2 separate regions of the Triticum aestivum genome follow, and region 1 is linked to region 2. A link is a contact called in public Hi-C data. All regions are on one chromosome and are shown on one strand. The core of a region is the stretch at or near the end of the contact, and the rest is flanking DNA. Distances in the headings are between cores, read along the strand shown.

Region 1 (6,377 bases), core at 200-2,699, 780 kb after region 2:
CCCCGACCTCTTTTGACATTCTCCGTACGTTTTAGCCGTCCGCTATGCACTAGAGCTTCTGGAGGCCTGCGATGAATACGACCAAACCATCTCAGACAATGTTGGACAAGCTTCTCTTCAATTGGTGTTACCCTAACTCTACCTCGTATATCATCATTTCAGACTCGATCATTCCTCGTGTGGCCACACATCCATCTCAACATACGCATCTCCGCCACACCTAACTGTTGAACATGTCGCCTTTTAGTCGGCCAACACTCAACGCCATACAACATTGCGGGTCGAACCGCCGTCTTGTAGTACTTGTCTTTTAACTTCGAAAATCTGTTTTTTAGCTGTAAAAATCTGTTTCTTTGACCTTCGAAAAAATGGGCACAATGTGCCGGTGCTCCAAAATTACATTTTGCATAACAACGCAATATATAAAGTTTGACTTAGTCTATATCTACTAACACAGTATGGCCTGATGGACCCCCTATGCGTGCAACATAATCCATAAATTTGTGGGGCTTTCCCATGTGATTAAGTGAAATTTGAGAGTTTTTTTAAATCCTCATGTCTGGGCCACCTAGCGACTTCCCTGCTCCCAGCCACTGACAGTTGGGCCACCGCCACATTGGCACGCCACATGGGCTGGACGTACGTCTGGATACGAATGGAGGCACCATATTTGCACGGCCGGACAAGTTCGAGCACCCGTTTTATGCATTTTGCAACTTTAGGCACTATAAATTGACCGCGCAGGACAAGTTGAGGCACCTCCAACATATTTAACTCATTGTTGAATGATCTGTTGGGCTGTTCTTTCAGGCAGGGAGGGCACAAATTCTTTCTGGACTTGGACGGAGCTAACCAGTAGGATTGATGGGCTCCTCTCCTTGCTGATTTTATATGCTGCGTTGCCACTTTTGAAAACTAGTAAATGCATACGTGTAATGTACATTGATATTGAGAAGAAAATTAATTGTACGTTAATTTTATGTATAATATCAGTCACGAGATAATTTTGTGATTAGTACATGTATTTATATTTAATATGATATTAATTACATGTTAAACATGTTAAGCGTTCACCATTTTACGTTGTTAAATTGACATGGTTTGATGGCCATGATTAATTGATGTAGATATTATAGATATAGATGCGACCTTCCTCGCAAAAGAAGGATACACACGCTCTCGAGCCGTGACATGAAAACAGACGCGCTCAAATCACATCACACCACCCGCAAGATGCACTTTACATAGGAGTAACAAAAAACATTTGTATTTATCTGTATATAAGCGAGAAAAACGTGCGCAAAAATGGAAGAACCCGAAACAAAAAGACGCTGGCAGGCGATGGCGCCCCAAATCTCCCAAACACGCCACGCACTTTTCTTTCCCGCTTTTGCAGATGGATTCTTTCCCCCGCCGTGAAGCCATCACCACGTCGCTGGCACACAATCGCAAGAGATGGAAGGTGGAGAAGGTCCAAAACCCCACAAGTAGAGGCAGCTCGAGAGAGATCGATCGTCTTCCACTCCGCCTTGTTCACACCTCACACGCAGCGCAGCGCAGGCCTCGACCATGTGGCGCGCGGCCGCCTCCCGCCTCCGCGCGCATTGCCCGCCCGGCTCGCCCCACGCGCTCCGACGCCTCTACTCGCCGCCGCCGCAGCCGCCGCGGGTGGACCCGCCGGTGACGGCGTCCGAGGCGCGGCGGCTGGTGCGGCTCGTCGGGGTCGAGGCGCTGAAGCGGCGGCTGCGGGACGGGCCACGCGAGGCGATCGGCTACGGGGAGCTCCTCGACGCGTGCGTGGAGGCCGGGGCGGCGCGCACCCGCGATGACGCGGAGGGCCTCGCGCGGGCCATGGACGACGCCGGCGTCCTGCTGCTCTTCAGGGACAAGGCCTACCTCCACCCCGAGAAGGTCGCATCTTGTTTCTTTCTTTCTTTCAAAAACCCTGCTTTTGACTTTTAAGGAAACGAAATGGACATTCTTCAGGCACATTTTCGTTTCTGAGATAGGCCTTCCAGAACCCGGGTGTCTAGGCACCTCCTATCACCACCGTCTGTCCCGAATACAGCTCCTAGAGATCTGTACCATGTCTTGTAGCACACATTTGATTAGCAGGTCAGTTTGCTAAGCGCGGGAGGATCGACAAATTTGAAACAAATCCGGGCCTTGGTTGCCTCACAACTAATTAAATCTTGATCGATCACACGTGTGTTAGATTTCACAATAGCTATATGTAAGTCGTCTGAATTTAGAATTTGGGCCAGTTGAATTTTGCGTGAAGGAAGGAACAGCTGGAGGGAACGGAGAAGCTTGCCGAATGGAAGGAAGAAGCTCGCTAGAGAACCCCTCTGGGTCTATCTTAGGGTGGCAGGCGACCCCACTATTTATCTTAGGGTGACTACGATCTCATTATCTATGTTAGGGGTTGGGGGTGGTGTAGGTTCGCCGAAAAAAACTGGTCCATAGTCGGCGCTAGAGGAATGGCCGGGGGTGGCGGTAGCACGACGATTGGCCGGCGGTTGAGGGGAGGGTGGGGCGGCGAGGCTGGCGCGGGAGCGTCACTGGCCGCGGGTGGTGGTGGCTGTCGGTTCGGCCGGTGGTCCATGGGGATGGTTGGGAAGAGAAAGATCGAGTGATGAGGAAGAAGGAAGACAGTGCATACTTGAGGTTGAAGATGAAGCCCTAGACGTTGGATCATGATCCAACGGTTGAGATAAAGAGTTAGAAACCGATTGCCCCTTTTAGATTTTCAGGCGCCCGTTAGATTAACCTTTATCATTCCTGCTAGTATGTCTGTTAATTTTCCCATACCTGCAAATGATTTTCTAGTTGCAGCCGGCCAGTATTGTCAAATTAGGAAATGTATGGATTAGGGTTGGTGCATTCCTGTTGCAAATGTTGTTTTGTTGGTGAACGAAGATTTTCACATGTTCATATTCAAGATTATATTCAAAATTGATTAGCTTGCGTTGACTGTTGTTTATTTTATTTTCCATTGATTGAAAGGCCCCCGCGCGATTCCTTTTGAATCCAAATCAATCACATTATCCTATTACAGTTTTAGCGCATCGACTATTGTTATATAATTGTATTGTTCTGTATTAGCGCATCCGCGTCTTAGACGCTAAAGGTGAGAGAAATTGACTTAGCACCAACGCTAAAAGATATGAAAAATGGTACTCCTAAGGTCAAGCTTGGCACCCAATACTAGACGCTAGGGATTTGGAGGCTCTTAGGATTCCACAATCAACTTGGTGGGTTAGCCTTAGCCAACCCAGGTTCGACTCTCACGTCTGACACATTACTTGTGTACTGGAAGTCCTCCTCCACACCTTAATAAACAAACAAATGTTGAACACTACTTACCATTGGGTTTAACCGAGAGGGAACAAAAGTAAGAAAAATCAAGATGTAGCTGGAATTTGTCGTAATTCATCAAACTAAAAATGTTGTAGAAATAAGAGCAAGAGGTGTTCTTTTCCAGGCCTCCTGAACAGCAAGGACCTTCAGTCTTCACGTTCCCTGGTCACTGGTCGGTCAGAACCAAGATCATAGGATGCTCTAATCCGTAAAGCGGATTCTTGTAATCCTATTTAGATGACGCCCACGCCACTTAAAACATCTAAGCATCGACATGACATGAACTTTATTACTTTATTCTTTGAGCCATGAGCTATAAGCCCACAAAATCTTTAATAAATGTATCCACAAGGACTACACCATGAGTAAGATTGTTTTTGTTGCTTTCAACTGTGGAGAAGCAACCGTTTTGGGCCTTTTTTTTAGTTGAACAAGTATTAAGTATCACTCTGAACAATTTGCTGAGAGTTGAAGATTTTGATTTTAACTTTTAATGCACAAGATGCACAGAAGTCCTGGTTTCTGATCACAGAAATCAGGGGAAATCTCTGCTTGCTTCAGAGGGGGGAAAACTGAGCAAGAAGCCCAAAAGATGCAGCCGGGTCAAATTTCGTCAAGCTGAAGCTTGCACTGATGGGCCGTATCACCATTGTGTAGGTGGTGGACCTGGTGAGAAGAGCGGTGCCGCTGGCCCTCGAGGTGGAGGACGACCCAAGGAGAGAGGAGCTGAGGCAGCTCCAGGAGAAGAAGGACGGCATCGACAAGCTGGCGCACAAGCAGGTCCGGCGCATCCTCTGGTCCGGCCTGGGGTTGATCATGTCCCAGATCGGCCTCTTCTTCCGCCTCACCTTCTGGGAGCTCTCGTGGGACGTGATGGAGCCCATCGCCTTCTTCACCACCGCGTCCGGCCTGCTCGTCAGCTACACCTACTTCCTCGTGACATCGAGGGACCCGACGTACCAGGACTTCATGGAGAGGCTCTTCCTGTCCAGGAGGAGGAAGCTCTGCGCCAAGCACAGGTTCGACATGGACAGGTACCTGGAGCTGCACATGCATTGCAAGTGCCCTCTCGAAGGCCACTATCCTCATGGCCCCAAGCTTCACAACTTGTAACGCCAGGGCTAGAGTTTCCCAGCTGGACTCTCTGGATTGGGCAATAGGCACATATGTAGCTTCCGAAGTGTTCGCTACATCTTTGCAGAAGTCACCAGTTACCTGCTAGATTAATCTTACAGACATACTAAAGGCTAATCTCAGTGATGTGCCACTGTCATTATGCCATTATGGTTCTCTATGTTTGAAGTTGAAAGCTACTCCCTCTGTTCCTAAATATGAGTCTTTTTAGAGATTTCAATACGGACCATATACAGAGCAAAATGAGTGAATCTACACTCTAAAATACGTCTATATACATCCGTATGTAGTACCTATTGAAATCTTTAGGAAGTCTTATATTTAGAAACAGAGGGAGTACTACTTATATGAGTTCCTATCTGTATCAGATTTATGTTAAATGACCAGGTTGCAACCTTTCTGAGGAACAACCATGTGACGTCTTAAATTTCCTTTACAAAACAGAATGGGGATTGCACAGCACACAAGAAAAAAAGAAAACCTGAAAACGCAACAAAAACATGACAGTGCCGACAAACATACATTTATGATGTCATCAACAGAGATCAACAATTCCATCCCATAATAACAAAGCGAATTGCTGCAGGCTGAGGCATTTGTTCTCTTTACACGCCGTGTAGCACTGAACATTGGCATCCCTCAGTGTAGCTCTTGCACAATGGGCAAAAAGAATAGCACGAAAGAATTTGTACAAAAAATGATCAGCATAGAACTGCACTTTTGCGGTTCCAAGCTGTGCAAATGAAAAGACTCATCTGACTCTATAATAAACAGGTTTCATGCTGTTGTGCTTCTGGCCTCCTAACTGTAGTGTTCTGGCAGGAAACCAATTTAGTTTATTTTCCTTCCTCGAATTGACGCGGTGCCACCATGGTCACCGGAGGTGCACTTGATACATCATAAATACTGCATCCCGTTTCTCTGAAAAAATATCCCTTCGTGGAAGCAAGTTCATGCTGTTTGCTGCTTCAAACTCCCACAAATGCAGACTGTGCAACTGTGCTACGTCTCATGTCATTGCCATTAATGTATATTGCATTCTGCCATGAACCTCTCCCCATTAGTCATATACTTTCTCCAGTAGCTCTTGTAATCATGTATTGCCAAATCAAGCCAAGGTTTCATGACACCATTGTAGTGCAGAGTAGCCGCCTTTTCTATGTCGATACGGCTAATTCCATAATCGTATCCAAGACCGGATTGAACCCATGAACCTTTCAAAGGATATATCAGGTCTTGAAAGGCAAGTAAACCTCTAGGGAGTGCCTCAAGTCTATGTGATACCGAACTATCCTGTTGGAACAACAGAAGTGAAGGTAATAAATACATCAGACAAGTTATGTTCACTACAAATAATTATGACAAAGGATATCACAGGAAAAGGATAGTCCTAGCCATCTAGGATTACCAGAAGAAACTACACGTTTTCCCATATGTCAACAAATTAATAAGGTATACAGTTTTCTTTCGATAGGATTGTCAGAGGAATGGCAAGTTAACTGACCTTTTGAAGCGATTGATCATGCAAGCTGGTAATGCCAAGATCCCTCCATTTCTCCAATTCAATTACATTCAGACCAGAGAACCACACGCATGAATCCGCGTCGAAATTGTTTTCCTCTACATAAGCTTTCAACTGACCTAATCTAACTCCACAGAACTGTACAGCGCCTATTACTTTGTCTCCCATATTGAGGTTCCAAAGAGATGACAAGTCTTTCTGGACAATCATATCATCATCTAGAACAACTACTCTATTCAAGCTAGGAAGAAGATCAGGCAAGAGGAAATGTGAATGGCCAAAAACAGATATGTACTCAGTTTTCATCTGCCTCCGGAGAGGCTGAGAATGATTATGAAACGTGACACGAAATTCCTCTGTA
Region 2 (6,485 bases), core at 2,388-4,887:
CAGTGTTCGAGGAAATAGTACAACGAATACATCAAGCATTTTATACTACAATAAGATAATGTCATGGTTTAGAGTAGAGTAGGCAACTCACCATGTCTTTTGAAATGTCCCATGGAGCACCAATGATTACTTCATCAACATAACGGCAGGCTAGGACACTCAAACTTCGCTCATGAAGATTCATGATTGGGCGATGTGGTCCTCGTGTAGAACTAACCAATATAATAAACATCAACAGCAAAATCTAGACTGAATATAATGTTGAATGAACTAAGTAGAAATGGTAGGCTTCAAAACAAATGCACATTGTAAACTTGGACAATTGAATAAACCGTACACATACTGTACCTCGTAAAGGATTGGAAGAAGAGAAGAGGAAGCAACCATCGTATATTACCTTATGGTCTGATCCGTGTGAATACCAACAAGCAAGAAATCTCCAAGCCCTCGAGCAAGTCGCAATATCTACGTAGAAGAAACTATAAATAGAAAAGAAAGTTTGCAGTGCTATGATTTGGAAAGGAAAGTTCAGTTTGCTTTATTGCTTCCTTGCAATAAGAAGAAAAAATATAAGTAGAGCCAACATGCGAATATGGGAAGTGCGGCTGAATGCTGAGACAGATGATGTTTTCCTTCTTGTATTTACCTCAACATGCCCAGCATGGAACAGATCAAATGCACCATCTATGTAAACTATCCGAGAATCTGGTCCTGGACCCTACATTGGTAAAGCTTACAGTCAATACAGAATGAACTGTAGCAAAAGTTTGGAAAGAGGGAAACAGTTTTATTCAGTTAAAAAGCACTTATTATCACCACATTTACAGAAATGAAACAAACATACAGTTACACTGTATGCTCATGTAATAGATAACTGAATAACAAACATATGGTTTTTTTCTGATACTTCAAGGATTGGATGTTTTATTGTGGATGCGAGAATCGCCCCTGAACTTGTCTAAGTACTATTAAACAATTCATCTATTGCTGCCACACTTCCGCAATCAGATCGCAATTAACTAATTGACAGGGCACAAGTTAACAGTAGAGCAGGCGCTCTGTACTCCCTCCCACCGAAGAAAATATCTTTATTATGTCCAATAACTACATGAACATGCAAAAACTGATGTTCCAGGAAGTTAAATATCGGTCATCGGACATTTAGCACATACGGAGTACCTTTGAACTACAAGAGGAACTCAAGGTAGCACTCTCTCACACAATCTCACCATGAAAAAAGTGCAGTTTTCAGAAGGACTAACATACCTAGAAGTTGCTTCTAAGATCAAGACTAGGTGCCAACTGCTAAGCCGTGCTGTGGTGCCTCGTAGAATATTCATCAAAGAACATAAACAATATTCAATTCATGAGAAAGTTATACCCTGCTATTTGAGAACTGAACTATCCGCCGAGATGTAGGAAGAAAATGAGATATTCTAGTTCCACTTCCAGACCCACTATCGTCAATCTTCTGACCATGCCCAGAACTGAACTGCCTCTGTAGTGAAGAGTGGTTGTGCCTATCAGAAACTGATCTCTCTCTAACACAAAGAAGCATTCTTCCTGCAATGAAAAAAGATGATTTCACAGTGAGAATAAATATTTTCACTGCCATAAGCAGTTTCTTCACTATAAATGAGCAATTCATTGGTTCCCAAAAATTCAAGATAAATGTGTATTCCATGCGACCATAGCATCCAGGCCAGTAAATAGAATAATCATATAGCAGCAACTTAAGAACTCCTTTGATTCAAAGGAGTTATATAGGATTTTTGGAGGATTGAAATCCTTAGGAATTTTTCTTATGTTGGTCCTTTGATTCATAGGATTAGATCCCATAATTTTTTTTCCTATGGAATCTTTTGTACTATATCTCATAGGAAATCTAACATCCACTCCAACCACTTTTTACAATTCCTTTGTTTTTCCTGTGGCATCAAACACTGCTTGCTAATACTATAGGATTCAAGTGGGCATGCCACTCCAATCCTACACTTTTCCTATTCCAGCGTTTTCAAAATCCTGCGAATCAAAGAGGCCCTTATGTTGGATGTGATGCCTGGAACAAGAAAAGGGTGACTCCTGGGGACAACCTATTCGATTGTTCCTTCCTTGCGCTCATAATAATATGGCACTATTTCGAGTGCTTTATAAAAGTGGAGCACCACAAGAAATCGGGAAAGAAAATCTAGTGAATGATAGTCTCATCAACAAATAGGTTTCTAGTTGATCAATAATAAATTGCAATATTGGAGATCACTATAAGATTTGGTTCTCAAAGATAATTGCAACTCAGAACTAGAGCCTAGATATCCGCTTGCCATAGAAGTTTCAGACTCCAATTTTGTTATGGTAAAGCAAATGTTAACAGTAAAGTACAGGAACAGAAAACAAAAGCAGAATCCATACCGACAATGTCTGTTGTAGACACTCCCTCAGTTCTTTTAATCTGCTTATATCTGCCAGCATTTTTGGCAAGGGCATATGCGTCGGTGCCATCTGGGAGCAGACAAGGATCATCGCCATGGATGATGTAATCTATATTATACTCAGTGAATAGCTTGTTCATGAAGTCTTCAGTTATGGCATACGGCGCGTCTGGAATGACATCATCCACCCATTTCACTGCGCCCACCATCACCATTCTGTATTACACAGAAAGGAAAGATTAGAAATAACAAATTGCAGATTCTTACTACCCACAGCGTTAGTTACATGAGAGTTTATAGGATAATTAGTGGGAGGTGGAAAAAAATGTAACTAAAGTAGTGCTACATAATTTGCACACACATTTATGATTCGGATATTTAGCGCATTATCACAGTCTATCCAGTGCCCATAAATCCATTAAATACTAAATGGAACACAAATTGTACAATTCAAATCTCTCGTGCCGTGCAGCAATTGTTTCTCCAGCAATATCTAGGCAAACATAGCTCAAGCGTTGACATCGTAGCATCTACTTGGCCAGGGGTTAAAAACTTAAAATTCAAAAAAGAAAACGCAATGAAATGCTGGAGCAAGCTGTGCGGATGCGTGAGAACACCTCACCACGTGTGGGAGTTAAAAAGGCGACAGCCGCTACACAAAGGGACGGGGTAATTAACGACCTAGCACCTCTCGTTGAGCGGCGTGACGGGCGGCCCCTTGTTAGCGGTGATCTCGTCGTCGCTGACGACGCCGACGACGAGCTGGTCGCCGAGCGCGCGCGCCTGGCGCAGCGCGTTGCAGTGGCCGTAGTGCATCATGTCGAAGCAGCCGTCCATGTAGACGCGCACGGGGCGGCGGCGACGGCGGAACCGGCGGCGCAGCGCGTCGAGCGGGGGCAGGCCCGGGACGGCCACGGGCCCGGCGACGTGGAGCGCCACGACGGCCGCGCCCAGCACGATTCCGCCGATCGCGCACGCCACCGCCAGCCTGGCCTTGCTGCTCCCGGCCTCCATAGTGACAACTGACAAGCAGGCGGAGTGGGAGAGTGAGAGTGCGTGTGCGGGGTGAGTGTGGCGGGATCTAGGGTTAGGGGTGGTTGGGGCGTGCGGCTCGGGGGGCAACCACCATGGGAGGTTGAGGAGGCGTGGTGGTGCTGGCGGCGACGAAAGCGGCCTGCGAATGCGGTTCCGGTGTAACTTTGCCGCGTGTGCGTAGCGGGGCTGCGGTTTAGCAGGGAAGATGCGGGAGCCTCTGTCGCGTGGGACCGATGTGTCAGTGGTCCCTCTACGCACGCGTCGGTGCGCCATAGCCTAGAGGAGCTATCATGGTCGGCACACGCGTCGGTACGGAGGGTCTTGCTCTTGCCGACTTCCCGCCTGTAGATTCAGGATATTTTGGGCTGTTTGGTTTGTGACTAAGATTGTCAAAGATTGCCGCATCTCAAGTTAAGCAAGTTTGATTAACTTAGATGGATGCTTGGTTTAAGCCATACCTTAGGCAAAATACACTATGATCCTACATGATACACATAAAAATGTGGTAAAATTCCCTTAGGCTTACCAACTTATGGCTTTCATTTTAAAAAAACTAACCTTAGACAAGTTTGGTAACATTGTATGATAAAATGTGGCATTGTCGACCCTATGTACGGTCGCCTTCACCGTCCATTCCTTTTTTTTTTGAAAACATGCATTACTCAAATCAAAAGGTCTTAACATTCAATCGCAGCAAGGTCGATAGCAACCCGAACCAAGCCACGTCATGATTCTTGCCTCTAAACGAGTAAACTTTGCTATCTTATCGCTAACTTTATTTTAGCTATGACTTACATGAGTAATACTTCTTCCGTTTTAAAATATAGTGCTTCCTCTATTCTCGTGCTTCAAATTTGACCATAAATATAACCAACAAGACTGACTGCGGCGGGAGCAAAAGTTATACCAGTGAATTCGTATTCGAAGTTTTCAATTATATAATTTTTTTCTCCCGCCGCAGTCGGTCTTGTTGGTTAAATTTATTATCAAAGTTAAACCTCAGGAAGCACGGGGGCACTATATTTTAAAATGGAGGGAGTACATGTTTTCACGAAAATACATGAGAAAGCTAATCTCCTTGATGAGCAACGAGTAGATCGGTCTATCAACATCCTTAGCTTGGATCAGTTTCACAGCAATAAGCGAGTCCATCTCGATCTCCACTGGCATGTCACTTCTTTGAATGGCGAATTCGTGCGTGCACATAATTCAGTTTCAAGCGCATCCCGACACGAAAAGAGTTCCCTGCATGAAGAGAAAATGATAGCACCCTTGTCATCTCTTAACACCATACCAGCGCCCGCCGATCCATCCTCGGCATAAGAACCATTGGAACTTAGCCTTCACCGTCCATTCAATGCCGATGCATTTTTTTTCCACACATGGCTTATGGTGCTCCGAGTTTAGAATTAGGGCATGTAAAACACTATTGTCTTAAGTCTGTCACGTATTCTAGGGAAGATCCTAAAGAAGACAATCCAAAAAAAGATCAAGACGCTTTCAAAAACCATTATTTATAATGTTCGTGTGGGTGAAGGAGTGACAACATCATTGCTTAGGTCCAATTATAGCCTCTTTACCGAAGTCTTTGGAGTAAAAAAATTTAAGCAAAGATTGATACGCGAAAAAAGTGTTTTCAAGAGATTGCATTGTAATTCTTAATCATAAGAGTTACTTTATTTTTCTTGGATCTTAGGTCCAAATCAGAAGGCTACCTAGCGGCGAATACAAGCACTGACGTGAGCCGAAGCCGCACCACCGTCACCCCCCCCCCCTGCGTCGGTGTCGGGTAAAATTTATTGTAGTAGACATTGGGGGAATCGTCGTGCTAAGGCCCAATAGGACCAGCGCACCAGAAAACACACGAACGTAGACGAACAACGACCAAATCCGAGCAAATCCACCAAAGACAGATCTACAGGAGACACACCTCCACACGCCCATCAACGACGGTAGACGCATCATCGAGACGAGACTATGCGGGAAGAACCTTATTACATCTCCAGGGTGCCGCCCGCCGTCTCGCCTTCCTGAGCAGGCCACAAACTCTAACAAAACTCGAAGGAACGTCTTACGAAGCCCTCCCACCGGTAAGGGTCAGGATTCACCGCGCCCCATGGCCCTAATGCCATCGGAGATGAGGCGGACCGGCGACGGCGCCAGAGGAAGCTAAAGGAACCCTAATTTCTATGGGGATGAGGTGGCTACATAAGGCACGACCAGAAGTGACTCGGGCCTCTTTAATCCACATAATTATCAAAACACATAAATAAGAAAAATCATAGGATTAAAGGCATGTGTTCTTGAATTATATAGTAGAAGAAAACTACAAGAAACTGGATGAATGCAAAAAATAATTAAGAAATACTATAAAGAAGTTTGAGTGGATCATAATTAAGGGAGTGGAGGCACACGACGGCTACTTCAAGCTCACTAGGGATTGTTGCAACCAACTTCTTTTTCTTTGCTAAGCAGAAATGCACGGCTCACTGTAAATGCTTGCACTTGGTACTGTTGCCAATGTCGTTGGTGAGATGGTCCAGATGAAGGAGAGCACATACCTCAAAACTAATGCGAGGTTCGCCCACGCGCGTGGTGCAAGTTGTTGGCTATTAGAGAGGCACAACATTATGTATTTTTGGCACCAACATTTATTATTTAAGTGCGACAATGGCGTGTAATGCATAAATTTGGACTGCCGGACTTGAAGAGTCCAATTTGAGGTATGTTCCTGCCGGGCAGGACGTATGAGGGGTGGCCTGGCTGCGTCCAAGGACGTGCCCGGGCACGTCCACGGACGTGTAGGTGTAGGGGACATTGCACGCAGATAGAGGCCAAACAGCATGCAGGAAATTAACAGGGGTGGATGCTCTTCAACATAGCCTGAATTTTACATGCACGCCGCAAGGATGGCAGTGAGCCTCTGAGGTTTCAATGACAGCATTCCCTCGAAACCGCAGTATTTTTACAGCAGATCCCTAAAGCGCCAACTTTACTTGAAGTTTGGTCAGTTCAGCGAAA

The links. A called contact is a pair of places that touch in the nucleus more often than the background predicts.
Region 1: a Hi-C map of leaf shows a contact between it and region 2, with 5 times the contacts expected there. The contact joins the promoter of LOC123120395 here to the promoter of LOC123120389 in region 2. A contact is called at or near these places in 2 of 5 Hi-C or Micro-C datasets (both in leaf).

Annotation. Positions count from the first base shown.
Region 1 is chr5D:237,747,625-237,754,001 of IWGSC CS RefSeq v2.1, forward strand. LOC123120395 (calcium uniporter protein 6, mitochondrial) reads left to right here and starts at 1,450. Exons shown (of 2, transcript XM_044540377.1): 1 at 1,450-1,911; 2 at 4,018-4,641. The coding sequence starts at 1,570. The coding sequence ends at 4,473. It overlaps LOC123120394 (probable galacturonosyltransferase 7), which reads right to left. Exons shown (of 9, transcript XM_044540374.1): 8 at 5,999-6,377; 9 at 4,977-5,787. The coding sequence ends at 5,518.
Region 2 is chr5D:236,964,313-236,970,797 of IWGSC CS RefSeq v2.1, forward strand. LOC123120389 (ethanolamine-phosphate cytidylyltransferase) reads right to left here and starts at 3,638. Exons shown (of 9, transcript XM_044540366.1): 1 at 3,118-3,638; 2 at 2,410-2,645; 3 at 1,382-1,563; 4 at 647-718; 5 at 398-465; 6 at 92-212. The coding sequence starts at 3,443. It overlaps LOC123120390 (vacuolar protein sorting-associated protein 32 homolog 2), which reads right to left. Exons shown (of 8, transcript XM_044540369.1): 8 at 6,309-6,485.